2 separate regions of the Anas platyrhynchos genome follow, and region 2 is linked to region 1. A link is a contact called in public Hi-C data. All regions are on one chromosome and are shown on one strand. The core of a region is the stretch at or near the end of the contact, and the rest is flanking DNA. Distances in the headings are between cores, read along the strand shown. Region 1 has its middle 53 kb from the start of GATA6. Region 2 holds the start of GATA6 (GATA binding protein 6).

Evidence for each region. A called contact is a pair of places that touch in the nucleus more often than the background predicts.
Region 2: a Hi-C map of small yellow follicle shows a contact between it and region 1, with 2.4 times the contacts expected there. The contact joins the promoter of GATA6 here to the enhancer-like site in region 1. A contact is called at or near these places in 3 of 8 Hi-C or Micro-C datasets (F1 follicle, F5 follicle and small yellow follicle).

Annotation. Positions count from the first base shown.
Region 1 is chr2:54,557,737-54,561,369 of IASCAAS_PekinDuck_T2T, reverse strand. No RefSeq gene overlaps it. Among named protein-coding and RNA genes, the nearest start is that of GATA6, 53 kb to the left of the region's middle. Within about 2 kb of position 1,594, at least 4 of the 8 cell types and tissues checked have an H3K27ac peak or open chromatin away from gene starts, as enhancers often do. A contact at or near this core is called in F1 follicle and small yellow follicle, where this site is marked.
Region 2 is chr2:54,611,111-54,614,743 of IASCAAS_PekinDuck_T2T, reverse strand. It overlaps GATA6 (GATA binding protein 6), which reads right to left and starts at 1,894. Exons shown (of 7, transcript XM_027451957.3): 1 at 1,742-1,894; 2 at 1-595. The coding sequence starts at 576. It overlaps LOC101798838 (a long non-coding RNA gene), which reads left to right and starts at 2,127. Exons shown (of 3, transcript XR_011807594.1): 1 at 2,127-2,435.

The DNA of each region.
Region 1 (3,633 bases), core at 345-2,844:
GCATATTTTGGGACCCCTGCATGACGGCAGGTGGTTTATCGACTTTCCTGGCCTTCATCAAAGCTACCCTCAATCAAACACAACAAATTAAATTTCATCGATATTACGAAGGAAAGGAATAATTTCTGGGATCTACAAAGGGGGTTCAGTTTGCGAGAGTCATGACAGGCTATCACATTTTGCTTTGCTTTGTATTTTTAACGTGCTGCCTCCCTGTTTAAATTGCAGGAGAACCAAGGAACCTTCACCAACACAAACTGTTCTTCTCGCTGACCTTGCAGATAACCATGAACCAAAACATGCGGCTCTCTAATTGCTGTTCCTGACGGTGCTTTACAAGATTGCGCTAAATTTAACAAGGAGGAGGAGGAGCAGCAAGCTGAAAACTTTTCCAAACATTTCTTTTCTGTCGTGGAGGGGAGGATTCAGGTGCAAGAAGAGTCACTGCAGACCTCTTGTGAAGGCAATGGAAGAGCAATAGGTGGAAACAACCAGAGGACCTGACTGCATTGCACAGAACTAATCTAACCCGAGGCTGAAGTCTGCATGCACACAGGCATTAAAATGCTCGTGTGCATGTTAAAAGCCACCCAGTTTTACATTCAGTCCCCGTGCTTTGGGTTTGTATGACAAGGGAGGACAGGAGACATGAGGAGCAGTAGTGCCCTGCACTACCCTGTTCCTGCCCCATCAGCCCCACACCATGACAAGGGCAGGAGGCGTGGGTGCCAGCATGTACCACAAATGCTCTGTAGGTGCTGGAGGACTTCTATTTTATTTTTTTTTAATTTATAATATTTTGGTGTTTTTGTTGTTTGTTTGTTTGTTTGTTTGTTTTTCCTTCTCCTGCCCCTCCTGGCCTGTTATGTTCCATGCCTGTGATTTTTCAGAGGAAGCAGATGTTGCTCCGACCACAGTAATTGTCACAGTGCTTAATTTCATTAGGCTCTTAGGCAAGACTCTCAGCACCTTTCACAAGCTGCGTATGCCACCCAGAGAGTCTCAAATCACACCAAGGCAAAGCCCTCCCTCAGGTGGATCACAGCATCTCCAAAAAGGACCCTCAAGCCAGGAGGCACCGGCTCAGCTTGGAGCTGCTTGCTTAGTCAGCTGCTGCTGCAGGAAAATAACTTGTCAGAGATCAGAGTAAAATCAGTGCAGGGACATCAAAATACTGCTTTAAACACTCACTGATCAAGAAAAAAATGGCTACAAAAAGCTGTTTAGAGTTGGTGCCTGGTCTGGTGGGCAACCCAGGGCCCTGGAAAGCCTTCCATGAGCAGAAACCTGGGATTAATTATTCCTCGCCCTGCCACTGTTGTCTCCGTGCCTCTTCTCCCTGCCTGCATATGTCGTGTCTAACAGGACCGCAGCTCCTTGGGCCAGAGGCTGCTTCTCACTCAAGCTTTGCATATTACCAGGGTGGCAAAGCCATTTTGTGGTTGTTTCCACAATCCGAGCAGCAGCAGCAGCACCAAACCAAACCTTTGGGCACGCTCAATGTTGACAAGTAGCGCTGCTGCCCATGTTGACGGAGCGGTGACTTTGTACTGCGCTGGAGCCCGGGCTGTTGTGTCTTTTCCAATTGTATTGTGTTGTTTGGCTTTGGAAAAGAGCAGAAGCACATGACTACAAGGACGGGAGATTCTCCCATGTCCCCACCGCATATTTCAGGCAACCAAAATTAACCTCTTCACGGGAGGCAGAGAGACAGCGTGCAGCGAGGTGCGGCAAGCGCAGCGAATGCGGCAAGGGGGAGCGGAGCAGAAACAAACCCATTCACAGACAAGGGAAACACAAAAAGCTGCTGCAGATAACCCAGGGCAAAATACGAAGCAGCTGCAGAGATCCACCTGGGTGGGAGAGAAGAGAGCGTGGAGGACCTGCCAAGGGACGGGGCTGCAGTTGAGCTGTATGTGAGAGAGAAGCATTTGATAGCTTGCACTGCAGAGCTCTCGTGATCCATTTATTTTCTCTGGAGGAGTGTTCAGCTTGGAAATAGTGTAGGAAGCACTGATGAAGGCAAATGCCCACATCCCTGCACTGAAAGGAGATGGGCCATCAGCAGTACCTGCACCACATGGTCTCCAAAGGGCCGTGTTGTGGCACCATCCCGCTACAAACCCAAACTCGTGCCCCAGCGTGCCGGGCATTTTACCTCTCCCAGATGAGCTGTTGCCATTCGGGTGCTGCAGTGAGGGAGGAGAGGTTATTAACAGGTGGCCCAGGAAGCTGCTGTAACGCACTGAGAACTCAGCAAAACATCTAAAATCACTGTCAGCACTTCAGGGAATAGCCAGCACAAGGATCCAGCTCTGAACAGTCCCTTCGGTCTTTGCTATCTCTAGCTGCACATGGACGTAAAACAGCAACATCAGCAGAGTTTGACCAAAATAATGGCCCAGAACCCAAAATGCCACTCCTTACATCCACTCATAATCCCTTCCTTCCTTTCCAGCCCTGGCTCCAAAATCCCTAACCATAAAGAGCCCAGGTAGCTCCAACCCCAGCGCCAGCAGCGGTGGGAATTCCCACCCGGCGCTAACTGGTTAAGAATAATCTTTACATTTTTCCCGAGCTGCCGTGTTCCAGGGAGCTTGAATTAACAATTCACCGAGCGTGTTAGTTTTGAATGACTGCATTGAAATCAGCACAAACTCAAACAGAAGCCCTATAAAAAGCCAGGGCTTTATCGTGCGCTCGGTGGAGGCAGAAAGAAGGCCGGTGGGAAGGAAACAATACCCGTCTGAGCGGAGCGAGCGGTTATCTGCTTGCCATCAGCACAGGCCAGTCGTGTTGTTTTTCCGTCCGCTCACCATGTGAGCAGGCTACGGTGTACAGTACCAGGCGGTGCAAAAGCCCACGGCCGGGTCCTTCTGTTTGTAGGGCTTGCTGACATAAGGTGGAGTTCAGGTTATTGTGGTGTGGGACGTTTCCTGCCCCAGCCGCTGATAAAGGCAAATCCCAGCAGCCTTACAGGCTCTCTTTGTCCAGGACCAGAGCTATGCACAGCCTGCATACGCCCAGCCCTCTCCCTGTGCCCGAGGATGCTTCACCGCACGCCGAGCATCCCCTGGGTGAGCAGGGGATGCTGATGAGGCTGGCACACCGCATCCCCTGAGCTCTTCACCTCCGGGAGCAGAGGAGGATGTGTCCGTGCCGAGGAGCAGTGCCGGTGAGCACACGGAGTAAAAGGATTAAAAGCAAGCTGAGGTGCAAATGAAGGTCTGGCAGTGAAAACGGCATTAAGCTCGCTTTGCATCACCCAGCTTGGTGTCTCCGGAGTGATGTCTCTGTCGTGCCAGGTGTGTCCTGCCCCAAACTACCTCCTGCCCTGCAGGGAGCCCAGCAGCAGGCCCGGAGATGCTTACAGCTCTGGAGGTGAACATCCCTGGCAGTGCATAGCCGTGCAGATAACTCTCCTGCCTCTCAACACAGGGCAGCCACAAGCTAAGTGCCCGGTGGGAAAAGCTGCTAGAAACACCTGAAATGCTCTCACCTCAGAGCACGGTAAGGGCACATGCAAAAATCACGCAGGCACATGAAAGCTTTACCTGTTAGCATGGAAAAGGCAGAGCATGCTCTGAAAGGAACAGCTTTTTTGATCCCGTGTGTGCCAGCAACATCCCAGTG
Region 2 (3,633 bases), core at 645-3,144, 53 kb before region 1:
GGGGCTCTCGGCCGCCGGCTGCGACCAGACGGCGTGGCCGCCCCCCGGGTGGCTGGGCTGCGCCGCCCCGCTGCCCTGCAGGTAGGGCAGCGTGGGCAGCATGGAGCCCACGCGGGTCGTGGGCACGTAGACGGGCGAGCCGGGCGAGGAGTGCATGAAGCCGCCCGGGGATCCGTCGTAGGGCGCGGGGCCCTGCGCGGCCGAGATGGCCAAGGTCTGGTACATCTCCTCGGGCTGCTCGGCGCCGCCGGCGCTGGGCTTGGCGCCGCGGCTGGCCCAGATCAGCTTGGTGGCTCGCTGGAAATCCGCCAGGAGCAGGACGTCCTCCCAGCCGGGCGGGCCGGGGGGCTGCGGGACCCCCGAGGGCTGCGACGGGGCGGGCCGGGGGCCGCCGTCGGGAGGCTCGGAGGAGCTGCGCTCGCCCTGGGAGCCGCCGCTGCAGGAGGAGGAGGAGGAGGAGGAGGAAGGCGAAGGAGGAGACGGGCCCGGCTCGCTGGCCGCGAAGGGGCAGGAGGAAGCGCCGGAGTCCGCAGCGCCCCGCTTCAGCACGCACCAGCCGCCTTCAGCCACGGCCATCCAGGTCCCCTTCTAGCCGCTGGGTGGGGATGGGGAAGGGAGGAGGGCAGGGGGAGGAGGGAGGGAGGGAGGGAAGGAGGGAGGGGAGGGGGGTCCGCAGGGCAGGGCGGGGAGGGAGGGCACAAAAGAGGAGGGAGAGAGGGAGGGGGGGGGAGAGAGAAATAATAACAACAAAGTTAGCGAGCGGGACAGCCGCTCTCCCGCCCGCAACCAGGCTCAGCGGGGACCCTCGGAGCGCCCCGTGGCTCACACCGCCCCACCGCTGCCCCCCTCGTCCCCACCGGGCTCTGGGGAGGGTGTGGGGACGAGGGGGGGCAGAGGGACGTGTCCCCTGGCTTGGCCGCCGCCGCTGCCCTTGTTGTTGTTAGCGCTGCCTCAATGAATGAGTCATTTGACTCGGTTCCACCGAGAAAACAATTAGCAGGGCGATCCCTGGAAGGGTGCTTCTCCGGGGGGAGACGGGAGCTTCTCCGCCGGGAGCCCCGCTCTTTTGCTCGTCTCCAGCCCAAGGTCACGGAAAGGAGGAGGAGGAGGAGGAGGAGGAGGAGGGAAGGCACCCGGGAGCCGGGGGATGCGCAGGGGCCGGGCCCCGACGTGTGCGCTGTGATGGGGTCGGGGCTGGGGGTGCTGTGCATGGGGCAGGAGCCGGTGGCAGCGGGACGGCCCCGACCCCCAGCAGGTCCTTTTGGGGTCGGCACCGTCCCGCCGCCAGCCGGGCACCGCTGGCATCCCGGGACCGCCGGGGCACGGGCAGGCAGGCAGGCGGGCACCCGCTGCGTTTCGGGGGGAAAGAGCAGAAAGGGAAAGGGGACTCCGAGGGGTGACAGCGAGCAAAGCCTCCGGTGGGGGTCCCCTCCCTCAGCCCACCGAGATAACCGCCCCCCGACCCGCGCAGCGCGCCCGGCCCCACGCCACCCACCCCCCGGCAGCCAGGGACGCCTCTCCCTATCCCCCTGCGAGATAACGGGCGGATAGATAAGGGCCGGCCAGATAAGGGCTGCAGCCACCGGCATCGGATGTTTGCCCACCGGGCTTCCCCGGGGCTCCCCCGGGCCGGGAGCGGCTCGGCTCCCCTCGGCGGCCGGCCCCGGGGTGGGCTGTGCGGGGCGGGGGGGAGATGGGGCCGGGGAAGCTCGGGGATAAGAGAAAAAGGGCCGGGGCAAACCTGCAGCCGGTGGCCCTCATGGGGCCGGGTCCCGGGGAGGTAAATCCGGTGGCGAGGGGGGCGAGCGGCGGCGGCGAGTCCGGCGGCGGCGGCGGGCGGCTGGATGTATAAAAAGGAGAGAGGAGGAGGCGCCTCTCGCAGCCCTGCCGGAAAAGTGCAGGCAGCAGCCGCTGATTGGGCTCGGCCGGCCCTAAAACAAACACGGAGCTCCGCGGGGGTGCCAGGCCCGGCGGCGAAACCGGCCCGAGGCTCGGCCACGGAGGGGGCGGGCGCCCTGGAGGCCGCCCCGTCGAGGGGGGGGGGGACGGGGACACGGATACAGGGACACGGGGGGGGCACCGCGGGGATGGGATGGGATGGGATGGGAGGGGGCAGCGGCCCCCTGCCCAGGGGTGAGCGGAGGGGGCTCGTAGAAATGATGATGATGATTTTAAAGCACAGTGAATGCCTCCCCCCCCCTCTCCTCCCTCCCCCGTTTAGGGGGAACGTTCACGTTTTCTTAGGGATTTTTTTGTGCCCCGGAGGATGTGCCCTTGGCTCCCGCTGTAAGGGATCAGGTGAACGACCCCAAATCTGCCGGTTCTTATAAGCAGAGCCATCCGAGAGGAAAAAACCGTGGCTCCTCCTTGAGCTGCCCCAGCCATCAGGTGAAGCCAAAGCCGGCCGTAGGATGTGGCCAAGCCAGCAGCAGGCGGTAGGCATTTTTCCGCTGTTTCTTTCTCATTCTTCCCTTTTTCTCCCCCCCCCCAAAACCTCTCCCTTTAACCCTTCCCCCCCCCCCTCCTCCCCCCTCCCCAGCCCTATCCTCTTATCTCAGCTGTGTACAAACCGATACGGCACTTAGCAGGAAAGTGACTGGAAATTAAAATAACTCGGTTCGCCAGAGGTTATCAGCTGGGTATCTGTCATCATCAGTCCCTCCAGAAAGACGCATCCGCGGCCAGGGCTGCCAGCAGAGCTCAGCCCGGGCTCGCCGGGGCCGCATCCAGCCCGGGGCCCGGGCCCCGCTTCTCCTGGGGGGTCGCAAGGCAAAGGTGACCTGGGGCAGGCGACGACAGAGGCTGGGGGATGTGGCACGGGGCAGCCAGCTGCTCCGCCGGCGCCTGGGAGGGGGGGGACGTGTCGCGACAGCGAGGCTTTATCGCGCGCCGTGATTGCGGGGATGTCGCGGCAGGGGTCGGGGAGGGACGAGCGGGTGCCTGGGGAGCCGGTTCCCTGTGGGGTTAAAGGCGGGCTAATGAACTTCTGGCTAATGAACAGCGCTCCTCGGGTCGCCCTGCCTGATAAAAAAAGGCAGAGATTGGAGGGATTTTTCTTTTCTTTTTAACCTTTTTGACTTTTAGACGCTCTTTCGTGGGGGTCATTTTCAACAGAAAACGCTTCGTCGTCTCGAAATTCCCCGCCTTTTCTGCCGACACGAATTTGCCACTTTATTTAATTTTAATTTTTTTTTTTTACGTGTTTTCACTTAAAAAAAATAAATTAAAAAATACGCTCCAGGAGCGGGGGAAGGATGCAAACGCCTCTTCATCCCAGCCAGGCTGCCGCCGCGCCCCGTAACTGCGCTTTATTAATTAATATTAATTGCAATTCCTTCATTTTCCCATTTAGCAAGCCCAGCCGGACTGGGACCAGCGTGGCAAACCGCCCCCACGCACCCCTTGCCCCTCCACCCTCGCTCCTTCTCCTTTCAGCTCTGCCCCCGGGTCCAGCCCTCGGCTGCTCCCTCTTGGTGACGTCACCGCCTTCCCAAATCCCCGCGTGACGTCATTTTTCAGCCCGGGGCACACGGCGGGGCGGTGGCACCAGGGCGGGATGCGCGATGGGCTGCGGGGTTTTGGGGCCGAGGGAAGCCCCGCAAGGGGATGCTCGGAGCTTGGAGGCACCCCGGG